Linked DNA regions of Mus musculus: all the other regions are linked to region 1. A link is a contact called in public Hi-C data. All regions are on one chromosome and are shown on one strand. Each heading gives the region's core, a stretch centred on a gene start, on an enhancer-like site or on the middle of the called end of the contact. The rest is flanking DNA. Distances are from core to core; before and after follow the strand shown.

Region 1 (4,323 bases), core at 160-2,659:
AGAAAACATAGTGAGAAACCTCACGGTGTTGGCCTTCACTGTGATTTTCTGCTGTACACTGAACACAACGCAGAAGCACAGTAAACAAAAGCAGTAAAGTGTTTGTTTTGCAAACTCAAAGATCTCAGTTTGGTTTCCACAAAGTACACAAATAAACCAGGGATGGTAATGGGTGCTTGTAATCCCAGCACTAAGAAACAGAGACAGATTAGATCCTTCGGGCTCTCTGGGCAGCCATTATAGACTTCATGTTGAGTTCCAGGCCACACACTCCCCAAACATACACAAGCAAAACTGAGTGATACTTAATATTCAATGTATTAACATGTAGAGTATTTAGACTCATGTGACTGTGATGGACACCATTCACCATCTATCAGGTCCATAGTGGCTGAGTGAGGAAAGGTTAAGAATCAAGTACTAAGAACCCTGTAGCCTAGACATAAATGTCAAGGGGCTGGTTCTCTTTATGCATCACTGAACTGAGAGTTCCAAATGTATGTGGGTTTGAGTTTTGTAACCCATGTGTTTAAAAATAGCATCTGGTGCCATAGCTGAGGACTGTCCCCAATCACGTAAGAAGATAGGGATGGTGTATAACATAGTAAAATGAACCTCATGTGCAGAGAAACAGCATTGCAATTAGAAACTACTTTCCTATTGATAAGCCCAAGTTATTACTTACTATTTACTATGTTCCATCTGGGATGCTCTCAACTCCAACTGGGCAGCCCTCTGGGCCAAACTCTCTTGGCCCTAAGCCCAGGTGGCTCTCCTCCCTTCTGTCGGTTCTTCTTCCATGGCAGCTTCTTCCTACTCTTTCCCTCTTCCTGGTCCTCTCTCCCCAGCCTGAGAAACCTCAACATCTCTTATGTCTCTTTTGCCCAGCTATTGGCTGTTGGCATCCTTATTTACCAATCACAATTAACTTGGGAGAGGGTCATTTAGTGTCCTGGGAGCCCCAAATGACCATTAGAATACGAGCAACATTAGGCCAACCCTCTACACAGTAACACTTTCTTTAGGTGCAGAACTCAGCTGCCAACTACTTTGGACCTTGAAAACGCTGAGCTGAGAATCCTTTATGGTCTGTAGCAAGTGACAGATGGCAGAAGGCAGAAACTGTGGAGGGGTCTGGAAAGAGCATGACTCTATGCTTTGGCTATGCTCCAATGATGCCAGGTCAAGTGCCAGAGGACCTTTCCAACCTATCCCAGGGTTTGGCATCTGTGGCAGTGATGATATATTGTATATATTCAGAAGCCATGATATGTGCATGTGCAAAGCTGATATTATCTTTTCAATCTTTGTTTATAGGCTCCCACCTCCTTTCTAACTCTGACTTGAGGATTTCCAGTGGCATGGTCTCAAAATAGCAACCATGACTCAGACTCAAGCATGCATAGCTCAACAACTCATGCTTCACGCTAGCAACCCTTGGCAAACTGAATTACTCCAGATCTGGACAGTTAGGTTGGTACAACAGAAAGCTAAATGATAATAATAACTAGTATTGGCAAGGAAAGGAAATTGGACCCTTCTATAGCACTATGGGTGCCGGACTGTGTGTCTGACTCACTGCTGGCTTACCTAGAGTGCTGCCAGCATACTGCTCAGGGAAGGCAGTACAGAGTTCAAAATGGGGGTCCTCTGTGTTTTCTAGGAGTGGGAAACAGTAGATTCTGGGATGGTTCTTGTGGAATCAGTCTTCTATGTCCGCAGGAACCCCTGGCATACTGCTGGGAACCGCTGATTCTTGTGGAATCAATCTTCTATGTCCGCAGGAACCCCTGGCGTACCGCTGGGAGTTGGGATCAGGGGCCCCCAGTCCGTGCTTCTTCCCCTCAGGGCAATCATGCATGAGGAAGAGAGGTGAGGGCAGAGCCAGGGACAAGGGTGGAAACCTTGTTGGTTTGGTTACAAGTGAATGCCAAAAGTGCTGAGGGGTTGGGAGAGAAAAAGCCTTTTCAGGTAGACTTAGGCGTGGCTCTTTACGATGAAGGCCTCCCTGTGGCAATCCTTGATGAAGAGATGGTCCTCGACTGTTTAAGTTGCCTTATTTGATGGTGGCTGTGAAGGCAGCATACAGCTCACTCAGGGTGAGCCAAGGATTAAATACCATGCCCAAAGCTCATTGGCTAAATACTCAGGATCTATCTAGATACCTCATTAGCATGAAGGAGAATGCCATGATCCTCTCAGCGGGGTGTTGTGGTCCACATTCCAGAGCAGGTAGAGGCAGGCAGGGAGTTGGCCTCATTCCTACTACTCTCAATTCTGAGAGTCACAGAGCTTGGGCTCACTCAACCTTACCAGTTCTTTTGTCGGATGGCATGGTCCCCTTGCCCCACAATTCTTCCTTTTTGTCTTTATAAAGGAGAAGTATCATTCGAGTAACTGTCTTCTATCTTACCTGCAGTTAAAATTTTGGAGGGGGCAGGGCATAAGCATCAAAATAAAACACAGTGAAATCCAGAGGGCGTAGTGAGGACAGGGGTCAGGAAGATAAGGAATTATTGAACCACCTTAATTGTTCAGCGGATTGAAATCTCAAAAGCAAGTCCGTACAGAGTACTTTTGAGCATATAAATATTGATATGCATGTCTCCTCAAGTTTAGCAGTCACTAGGCCCTATTAGCATAAAATGATTAGCAGATGATTCATATTAGTATATTATTATTATTATCATAAAATATCATCTATGTGTGCTTGTGTGTGTTTGTGTGTTCATATGGAATTCTATATTCACTGTTGAGACATGCTACTACTTAAGGTTAATGTCTACCATATCCAGAGAGCTCCTCTGAGCTCGGTGAAAAATGAAGGACTCCCCTTCTCCAGCAGGACTTCAACTTCTCTGACTTTGTCTGGGGAGTCTGTCCCTCAATCTTCTACCTAAGGAAGGTCACATAGTCCTTGTCAAACCAACAAGTTCAACTTCTTGACATGCCCAGCGTATACCTGGGATTCCTGAAATGCATCTCCATACAAATGAGACATTTACAGTACATTAAGCTCCAGCCAATGGTTTTACAATCACCCTGAAAACTCCTTCCCTCTCTCCAAGGTTCATATATAGGACTTGGTCATCACAAATATAGTGTATGTGCACAAGCTGTTTCACTGAAGATCATTGGAGAAGGCCTTTGTAACACTGAAGTCCTCGGAGAAGTCCTTCCTCAGAAAAACCCCTCTTCCCTCCCCCCCACCCCCAGCCCACTCACTCCCAGCCAGCCAGGGCTCCTGCAGACCACTTCCCTTCTGGACTCAGCTTCATCCTTCCAGCCTGATGTGCAGCGGCACCTGGACACCCTGAGAGAGGAAATAAGTGGAAGATGCAGAACTACAGCTGCTCCCCAACACATACCACTCTTCAAAAAGAAGGAAACCGCCATTTTAAAGAATATGGACAAAGATAGGGAATACTATCCTAAACTGAATAAATGAGATCTAGAAACACTACATATTGTAATGTTCAACATGAATGTGTGTGTGTGTGTGTGAAGAGAGAGAGAGAGTAGAGTTATATGTGTGTGTATGTCCTTGAGATTTCCTGAGTATAGAATGTGAATTAATTTTTACACACAGAGAGTGACTCTGTAGTACTAGATGTATTAATTAGCTCGAATTTAGCAATTATTTCATAATGTATACATGAACAGACATTGATTTCAATTTCATATGTAAACAATATTGCAAGAAACCTGATTGTAAAAATAAACCAACCAACTCTATCTGGTGGCACAATCCCTTAATACCAGTAGCAGGAGGCGCAAGCAGGGAGGTCTCTGGGAATTCAAGGGCAGCCTGGTCTACATAGCAAAAGCCAAAGCTATATAGTGAGACATTGTCTCAAAGACCAAATAAATAAGCCTGGGAGTTAAGAGAGCTTGCGGCTCTTGCAGAGGACTCAAGCTTGGTTCCTAACATGCACGTGGTAGCTCACAGCTATCAGTAACTTAAATTTTAGAAAACCAACATCCTTCTCTGTGGGCTCCTGCATGCATGTTGTACACATACATAATTTCACACACACACACACACACACACACACACACACACACACACTAAAATAATATGTTTAACTTGTTAAAATGCAAAAACAAAAAGAGAAACAAAGCAAACACGTTGCTGACATCAGTGTTTGAATGTTAACAATAGGCTCTGCTCTGGCTGACTAGAATAGCTCTGGCTATCGGAAGCTCCTTGAGGACCCGATTGTAAAATTTTTCTTTAGAGAAAAAAAATTCATTGTACCTGAATAAGTTATGAATGAATTTCAAGCCCCACTGGAACTTTCTGTTTTGTTGCACCCTTGGTCA
Region 2 (4,819 bases), core at 487-2,986, 260 kb before region 1:
TGTCTTCATATTAGTTACATTGAAGAGAGAATATGGTTGATGCCAGCTACTGGCTTCTTTAAGTGGACTGCACGGGGCTGGAAGAGGGAATGGCTTAGTCTAAAGCGCTTACAACCAAGAAGACATGAGTTCAATTCCCAGACTTCATGTGATAAAACTGGACAAGGCATTATGCTTATAATTGCAACACTGGAGAGACAGTGGATCCCTAAGGCTTTTAGTGAGCAAGTCCAACCTAATCAATGAGCCCTAGGCCAGTAGGAGACTTTGTCACACATAGAGAAACACACAGATTTGAAAACAACCAATAATTATCCAGAGAGATAACATGAATGATGCCCTCTGGCCTCCACATGTGCCTACACACATGAACTAGTACATACATACACCTGCACACTCATGATCTTGTACACACATGCACCTGCAATGCATGTGAACTTATACACATGTGCACCTGCACATGCATGAACACACATATATTACATGGGTAGAGTACATATGTGCAGGAGGTATATAGAATATCCATCAACTTAACCAGAATGATCCCAAATTATTCTGTTTATGCTGCTAGGCAGGCTGATAATTGGACAGTTAATAATTTTTCAACTGATCATCATGTTACAAGTTTAAAGGGCCAAAATATTGTGAAGAAAATCAGCTCCAGTGTCTTTGTAAAAATACACACCTATCTATCTTCTACCATAAATATATGGAGGCCAGAAAAGATAGTCAGCTCTCCTGTGACTTGAATTATTGATGGCTGTATGCAGCCATGTTGTTGCTAAGAATCAAACCTAGATTCTCTTAAACCACAGGTCTTAACTGCTGAGCACCTCCAGCACCTCTGTTTGTTTTCTTCTTCTCTTAAAACCTTAAGTACAAATTAGCTGAATAATTCAATTAATTGAATGCTACCCTTCACATATTCAGACTTTCAAGAAGCTTATTTCTTATAAAAAAATATCAAATCTAAAGGATTCAAATGTTTAACTCGTGAGAATCAAGAGCAGAATAAGGCCACATTTTATATTGAGGGACATATTTGTTGTCTGGCTATTCTAGAATTAAGGCGCATGCCAGTGAGAGCAGGTGCCAAGAGTAGATAGTGGATGGCAAGTAAATTCTTCTGCAAATGAGTGACTATCCCATCAAAAGAACCGGACAGCAGCAGAGGTTCTTGTCCGTGAAGCACACCTAGGCCTCTTACCCAGAACCACGTGCACGTCTCTCAGTTCTTTCATCATGATCAGGTAAGCAAGCAGTGAGAGCTGCGTGGGTGAACTGCTGAGAGTTACCCTCAAATCCTTCACAAGCAGTGAACATACACGGCATTCTGGCTGCTTATATATTTCTGACCATCTGTCACAATGGCAAAGGGCCCAATTAAAAGACGCTAGATCCTAGCAAGTAGTTTTCAGATGGTTAGGGGTTTCCAAGAGTATTCCGAATAATGAACAGCATTTGTCATTTGAGAATGGCTGGCACATCAATAAAACGATCTAGTATTATATTATACATTTTACGTCAAACTGAATAGTACAGGGGTCATGGTCACTTTTTTTTGTAGGAATTGAAGTAAATAATTGGAAATAAGTTGAAGCATTATCTAATAGGTTTTTCTGGAAGCATTGCTTCCTTTAAATAGAAATTTAAGTATCTCATGTTCAATGGTGGGCTTAAATTGTTGAGCTAAATTGGATTTATATTAACCAGTCTGGATTGCACATAGGGTAAGGAGCAGGTGCCAAGCCAGTGATTCGAGAGCAGGATGCCTGGGTGCAACAGAGGCTAATGACAAGGAAATCAGGATTGCTTAGTTATCTTCCTTTTTGCCTTTTACTTCAGTGGCTTCTAGCAAATAACTTAATAGCTCCAAGCTTCATTTTCTTTATGCTTAAATGAAGCATTTGACTAAAATTGCTAGTCTTTTATGATTCTATAACACATAGAACCCTCTACATTCCCAAATGCCCAGACCAACGATGTTCTTTGTATAGTTTTAAAATGACTCTCTTGCTTGCCCAGTCAGCAAATGTATTTCCACAGCACTTTGAATATAAACACATTGCAGTACACATTAAATTATAGAGTAAGTGTATTCATGCTTATGATCTGTCTCTGCTAAACATATCCTAAGCTTCTCAAGAGCAGACACTAACATTTTGTATATCTAGTAATGAATATGGTGTTCAGTTTGTGCATCTACCTACCCTAAGATATTTATTATATTACATAGAAATAGGCACAGCATCTAAAACAGTAAAACTATAGTAACTTTACAGAAATAAAGAAAACTCCACATCACATCATGTTTGACACTTTTCTTTGATATTTTGTTTTGTTTTCAAAAGAATTTATTCCCACTAACATCTCATGAAATTAGATGAAGTTCAATAAAGTTTTCAAAGCAGTTCAATTCACAGTTTTCATTTGTTCTAGAAGCTACCACCTAGCATCCTTTATTTGGGGTATTTTCATAGATATCTTTCGTGTAGACTTCAAACCTTGACTGAGTTCTAGCTCAAGATAAAACTTAACTGCTTAACCTGCCCCCAACTCTCTCTTTGAGCCAGTCAGACTCATGCCTGTGTCTGTCCATGGACTTAAACCAGCAAGGTCTTTTTTTTTTTAAATTATTCACTTTACATCCAACTCACTGCATCTTCCCAGGCATCTTTTCCCATAATCCTTCCCTCCATCGCTCTACCCCTTCTCCTCTGAGTGAGTGGGTATCTCCTGGGTACCCTCCTCCATCCTGGCACATCAAGTCTCTGCAGAGCTAGGCACCTCCTCTCCAACTAAGGCTAGATCAGGCAGTGAGCTAGAAGAACATATCCCACAGGCAGGCAACAGCTTTTGGGATAGCCCCTGCTCCAGCTTTTAGGGACCCACATGAAGACCAAGCTGCACATCTGCTACATATGTGCAGGGAGACCTGGGTCCTGCCTATATATGTTTTTTGCTTTGTGGTTCAGTCTCTGAGAGTCCCAAAGGCCCAGATTAGTTTACTTTGTTGATCTTCCTGAAGAGTTTCTATCCCCTTCAGCCTGCAATCCTTACTTCTATTCTTTCATGAGAGTCCCCAAGCTGCATCCATCATTTTGCTGTGGTTGTCTGTATCTGAGTCAGCTGCTGGGTAGAGCCTTCAGAGGGCAGCCATGCTAGATTCCTGTCCCCAAGCATAACAATATCATTAGTAGTGTCAGGTTTGATGCTCCCATGCAAATTTACATATTCTATCTCATCAACTGACCTTCCATTCCCTCACACAGGCAGTTATATATCACAATATTAAGTTATAGACTTACTATTGGTATAAAGGTTTTTAAAATTTTTTTTTATTTTTCTTGAAGGAGTGTGTGTGTGTGTGTGTGTGTGTATACATGCATATGTATGTGGAGGAGGCCAAAAGGTGGTGTTACATCCCTTGAACCTGGCAATATGCCATTTAAGGGCTCCCTATGTGGTTGCTGGGAGCAACAACATATGATTGAGCAACAAGTGCCATTAACTACTGTAATGGTTTGTATATCCTTGGACCAGGGAGTGGCACCATCTGGAGGTGTGGCCTTGTTGGAATAGGTGTGACCTGGTTGGACTGGGTGTGTCACTGTGGGTGTGGGCTTAAGATCCTCACCCTAGTTGCCTGGAAGTCTTCCATTAGTAGCCTTTGGATGAAGATATAGAACTCTCAGCTCTACCTGTGCCATGCCTGCCTAGATACTGCCATGCTCTCACCTTGATGATAATGGACTGAACCTCTGAACATGTAAGCCAGCCCCAAGTAAATGTTGTTTTTTATAAGACTTGCCTTGGTCATGGTATCTGTTCACAGCAGTAAAACCCTAACCAAAACAGAAGTTGGTACTGGGAGTGGAGTATTGCTGTGATGGGCCTAACCATGCTTTTATTTGAAAGAATGTGGATTTGGGGACTTTGGATTTGGAAAGCAGTGGAATGCTTTAAATGGGGCTTAATGGGTCATCCTAGTAGGAATATGGAAGACTTTATTGCTGGGAGTAATTTGAACTGTGTTGACCTGGCCCAAGAGATTTCAAAGGAGAAGAATTTCAGAATGTGGCATAACGACTGTTTTTGTGGTATTTTGGTGAAGACTATGGCTACTTTTTGCCCTTGTCTGAAATGTCTGCCTGAGGCTAATGTGAAGAGACTCAGATTAATTGCATTGACAAGGGAAGTTTCAAAAAAGCCCAACAGAGACTTTGTTCTCTGGTTAAGTCTTATGAAGAGAAGTTTGAACAAGCATAGTAAGCTTAGAAAGGAAAAAATATAAAATATATAGTTCGAGTATTAAAGGGGTACTAGGAAGTGAAATGGAGCAAAATCTTGTGTTCTAGGAGATAACAGATTAAGGGAGTGGGACCTTGGGGCAAGATCCTACCTAGATAAACTTGGATCCAGGCATGGTGATACACACTTTTAATTCCAGGAAACAGGCATGCTGATCTCTGCATTCAAGGTCAATCTACAGAGCAAGATCCAGGATAGCCAAGCATAGGCAGTGAAGGATTTGGAAAACAGAAAGCCAGTGGGAATGTAATAGCACAAGCGGGTCATGTTGTAGTTCCTGCAAGCAGCAGAACTCTGCAACTTCAGCCACGTGGCTCTGGCTCTAGAGTTAAGAATGGAAGGAACTACTGGGACAATTGATGCTGGTTAGCTGGAGCTAAGAAATTAGCAGTGATTAAGAAGAGACCAGCATCACTGAGGTGAAATCTGGGAAGTGTTTTCTGGGAGCACAAAGAAGCTGTGTTCCAGAGATAGCCGTGGTTGTACCTCTTGCTGCAGCTGGACTTGG
Region 3 (4,298 bases), core at 1,790-4,289, 340 kb before region 1:
TCCAGGGATCTCAAAGAAATGGTGAACCTTAATCACACCCTAATTTTAGGGTATAGCGAACCAACCTCTTTAAGTTCCTCAGGGACATGCACGTACGTAGCTGTGGTTCCTACTGGATTGCCATTGAACATGTAGATGGAGCTGCCTTCATTCTCCTTCATGGGATTTTTTTTTTCCTTGACTCCAGAGCCTATGCAAAACAACAAAAAGACCCTCTCTTGAACTCAGGCAAACTATCCAAAGCTCTTTCTTACCTTTCACAGGGATGGCTTCCTCTCCAACAGCCCATAAGGACTGCTCACTTGGACCCTCCTACACTTTGCTAGCTTATGATTAATTTTAGCAGCCCAGAAGTTGCCAACTTTCATAAACACACCTTTTCAATTACAAGAGTCCTTGTTAAAGGTAAGCTAATAATTTTAGCTACCTCCAGACTATGATTTAACTATGAATATTCCTTTTCCACAGAAAACTAACCTTGTGTATTTCCATCCAAAAAAGCATCTAAAATATTTTTAAATGCTTCAATTATCAATGAAATTTACTTGTACTCTAAAATATCTTAAATATATAGTTTAGCGTTTTATTATCTCATTTCTTTGAAGAGTCAACCTTACTAGTGGCATCGTGCTATTTTATACAGTTCTCACAGCCTGTGATCATTGTTGAAATGTTGAGTTCTCAGGGAAGAAATATTGTGATTCAGTAATGTGATTTGAATGTAAAAGTGTTTCCTATCAATATTGAATTAGAGAAGTCTAGCAAACTAGGAAAAAAAAAGGAAAAAGAAATAAATAATGCCTCACTCCCCCCAAAACATTGTTTCTTGTTGCTGATTATTGATTTTTCTTAGGTTGATTATTGTGTATTTTTTCTTTAAATGTATTTCTCTTATTTTTATTCCCAAAGACTGTGGCTATGGCTGTTTTTCTTCAACGCTATCTTTTTTAAACCTCATAGCCTGTCCTTTTCCTGGATAGTCTGCTTTCAGTGTCTTTTGGATCTGAGCTCTGGGAGGTCTCTGAGGATCCAGCTCAAGAGAGAGAATGACCCTGTTGGCAAGCAGTATGACTCAGGGTATAAACCACTTGACTTGTCCTCCTGGCAGAGGCTCCCCTGGCGTGGGGAGAAGCTGAAGAGGCCTGTTTTCTAGTTGAAAGTTTCCCATCATGCCAGTCTCCTTCAGCCTGTGTCACTAAGGATTCCATTACAGTTAGTAGAGCAGTGGTCAAGGTCGGATAGAGAAAATCAACAGGGCTGAGTAAGCATGGTGTGTATACTTTAAAAAATTTTAAAGCCGAGTCTTGCACTTCAAGATACAGAATGTTGAGATATTATGAGAAGAACACACACCCATAGCTACTGCAGTAGCCCCAGTGCAGAGCCCTGGACTGCTTTATGCCAGTGAACAAGCAAGAGACATAGACCCTCTTAGCATAGTGTGCGCTAAAGTTTGTAAGGCAATAAATATCTCACATCCTTTCCCCTCAGCACATACATCTGCATTTAGAGAGGGAGGTTTCCTCCAGATATTGATCTCCAAAGGTGAGCTGCAACTTGTAGAATTCTTCATGTTCTAGGCAGGAGGACTGAGATGACATCAAAGGCAGATTGCGACGTGGTTTAATTGAGAATAAAAGTTATGCTTCCAGCCAAGCTGGTGTTTGTTTTCCACAAGTGTACTGATGTTTTCAGTCCCCTTTAGGTGGGGGTCACTTTAACACCAAATATGAAGTATGAATTTTGATGACTAATATTAGCAATATCTTTAAGATGCTAATGTCCTTCCCTGTTGATCATAATAGCTAGCCCTAAAATGTGTGTGTGTGTGAATAGAGTTTAGATAAAATAGTTATGCGATTACCTAATAGCCTCATTATCCTTCATGATACTTCTTTTTGAATTCTCAAGTGTTTTGTAATGCCTCTCAGCCTCCCTCCCCTCCCCCTCCCCTCCCTCTTTCCCTCTTTCTTTCTTACCCTGACATTTCCAGAAGCTAAAGAAATTTAAGAATTGCAGGATCTTGTAAAAGGTACAGGAAAGTACAAACTGTGTTTATTTGTTTTTAAATTTGTTATATAATTTAAAAAAAAAGATTCCCAGTGCAATTTCTTGGTCTATTACCCCTGACAGCTACGATTAATTATATTTTAACCTGTTAAGGGCTCACTTTCTCAAGTATATTAAACTAAGTTTTCTGCAAACACTGAACTCATCTGAGTAGTGGGGATGGGTGTCCAGGCAGACAGGAAGAAAAGCACACTCTTTCTCAGTAGACAGCCTTTCTTTGTCTCCCAGCCCTGGCCTTTGCACCTACACATTGCCTGGCATGACGGGGAGGCCAAGCAGATGGCCTTCGCTGTGGAAGCCAGGGCTCTGGGCCCACGAGATGAAACCTGCATGCTTGGGAAGGCTGAGACAGTCGCCAAGGTTTCATGTGTAATAAAGTACTCGCTGCCTCTCCAGTAATGATATCCTGGGGGCTGCTGTGAGGAGGTTCTTTTCACTAGAAACATACTCGTAGGAATTTAATACTATCTTGCTAAACCCTTTGATTGAATAAGGTTTTAATTTTTTAAAAAAAGAATTCTTCTTACTTTGTAGACTCCAAGATGTGAGCAAGTATGAATTCTTACTCTAGGATCAACATCTCTACTAAGCTCGGGATTCTTTTGCCTTCTTAATCACGCGCTTCAACAAATAAAATATCTTACCGTTGCCTGTCTTTTTTCTTTTTTTTTTTTCCCCCTTTTACAGCCTGCCTGAAATACTCTTCGGTTAAATAATATTTGTTAGGCTTTGATGCAATCAAGTGAAATTTGAGTCTTCGGAGCGATTCAGCCTCGCCTCGTGGAGACCGCACATGTGTGTCAGCTTTGAGTTTTTCTCACCAGTGTTTTACACATGAAATCTATTTTTCCTTGAGAAAATGGAATCTTTGTGTCTTTGTCTGGAAGGCTCGCTGTGCTCAGGCGTGTTCCGGCAGGAGCTGTGACTGCCAAGGCCCTGGGGGAGGGGCCTGGCAGTCATTTGTCAGCTGTCCTGCATCTGTAATTTCTGGCCACTCAGCACTATCAGAGTCTTAGAAACGGGGCCCGAAGGGTGGGGGAAAGAGCTTGTCATTGATGAAAGACAAACCCCAAATAACTGCCTGATGTTGATGACCAAAGGGAAGAGAGAGTATGAAAAACTTTTATTGTGTCCTTTAATGAAAAGGATTTTCATTTGAAATAGCTAATTTATGAAATTGCACATGGTAACATTTCCAGATCTCAGTCTAGAAAGGCCGTGTCCATATTGTGTTACCAATTTCACTGCTTTTACCTTGGCAAGCGCTCCTGAAAGTATTTTAATTTTCTGCCATTGACTTCTGGTTATTTCTGCTCTTGTGCCCTTGTAACAAAACTGACAGCACAATTAAACATCTGCATTTTAAAACTGGGTTTCTCCCCTGACTATTTTGCTTTGCTTCTAAAATTTCCAGATGTTTTGGGTTCTTTATGATTTTAATGTATGCAAATACATTTGCTTATACTTTAGAGAAAATGGAGAGGGAAGAGAGGGAGGGGAGGGAGAAGAGAGAGACAAAGACAGAGACACAGGGAGACTGAGAGAAACAGAGACAAGACAGAGTATATACTAACTTGGATTGAGCAGAAGAAAAGCTTAGTAATAATACATCAAGCAGCAAATCAATATTTTCCCCGTTTGTAGATTTACATTAGAATACATTGTGGTCCTTAGCACTTTACTATTTTATTTGAATTTTGCAACTCAGTTTTGTGACTAGAATTCGGGATTCACACCTCGGTGTCCTCATAACTGGGTAGAGGCATGCTACTCTCTGTCTTTTCATTTCAGGGAGAGATAAGTTGAGGGGTAGGAGAAGAAACAATGTATTTCAAATGAGCATATGGCTTTGTGGAACTTAAGGGGATTGTCAGTATCTTGCCGGAAGTGTTTGAACGTGAGGTATAAGAGTGTCCCTAACATTTTAAGGAAGTCCATTTCCCATAATTAATAACAGGAAACTGGTAAACAGATTCTTGTGTACAAGTGAATCCAAACGGTAACATAAACGAAAGCAAGGAAAGACCCAAACGCACCTCGTTCATTTACTCCCAAGGATTATGTTGTGGTATCCAAGTGGTTCAGGCCAGAAAGACTTAGGAGATGTGTGTTGCCATAATCCTTGGGAGTAAATGAGTACTCATTTTCCATTCCTGACTGTCTAGGACATGTGCTAGGGAGAGTGCAGCCATTTCTTCCATAGTCTAAGGTCTGCAAGGGATCTCAGA

What was found. Hi-C and Micro-C count contacts between places; a contact is called where the count stands out from the background.
Region 2: a Hi-C map of cerebellar granule neurons shows a contact between it and region 1, with 2.4 times the contacts expected there. The contact joins two enhancer-like sites. A contact is called at or near these places in 3 of 484 Hi-C or Micro-C datasets (cerebellar granule neurons and cerebellum), 1 of 115 datasets of contacts at active chromatin or transcription factors (embryonic stem cells) and 1 of 9 other capture datasets (embryonic stem cells).
Region 3: a Hi-C map of cerebellar granule neurons shows a contact between it and region 1, with 2.1 times the contacts expected there. The contact joins two enhancer-like sites. A contact is called at or near these places in 2 of 39 promoter capture datasets (the C10 cell line and cranial neural crest), 4 of 484 Hi-C or Micro-C datasets (cerebellar granule neurons, cerebellum and uterus), 1 of 115 datasets of contacts at active chromatin or transcription factors (large pre-B cells) and 1 of 9 other capture datasets (embryonic stem cells).

Annotation. Positions count from the first base shown.
Region 1 is chr1:137,585,552-137,589,874 of GRCm38.p6, reverse strand. No RefSeq gene overlaps it. Among named protein-coding and RNA genes, the nearest start is that of Gm34306, 180 kb to the left of the region's middle. Within about 2 kb of position 1,409, at least 26 of the 459 cell types and tissues checked have an H3K27ac peak or open chromatin away from gene starts, as enhancers often do. A contact at or near this core is called in cerebellar granule neurons and cerebellum, where this site is marked.
Region 2 is chr1:137,843,983-137,848,801 of GRCm38.p6, reverse strand. No RefSeq gene overlaps it. Among named protein-coding and RNA genes, the nearest start is that of Gm4258, 52 kb to the left of the region's middle. Within about 2 kb of position 1,736, at least 10 of the 459 cell types and tissues checked have an H3K27ac peak or open chromatin away from gene starts, as enhancers often do. A contact at or near this core is called in cerebellar granule neurons and cerebellum, where this site is marked.
Region 3 is chr1:137,926,807-137,931,104 of GRCm38.p6, reverse strand. Gm4258 (a long non-coding RNA gene) reads right to left here. Exons shown (of 3, transcript XR_003948014.1): 2 at 1-4,298. Among named protein-coding and RNA genes, the nearest start is that of Gm4258, 30 kb to the right of the region's middle. Within about 2 kb of position 3,039, at least 141 of the 459 cell types and tissues checked have an H3K27ac peak or open chromatin away from gene starts, as enhancers often do. A contact at or near this core is called in cerebellar granule neurons and cerebellum, where this site is marked.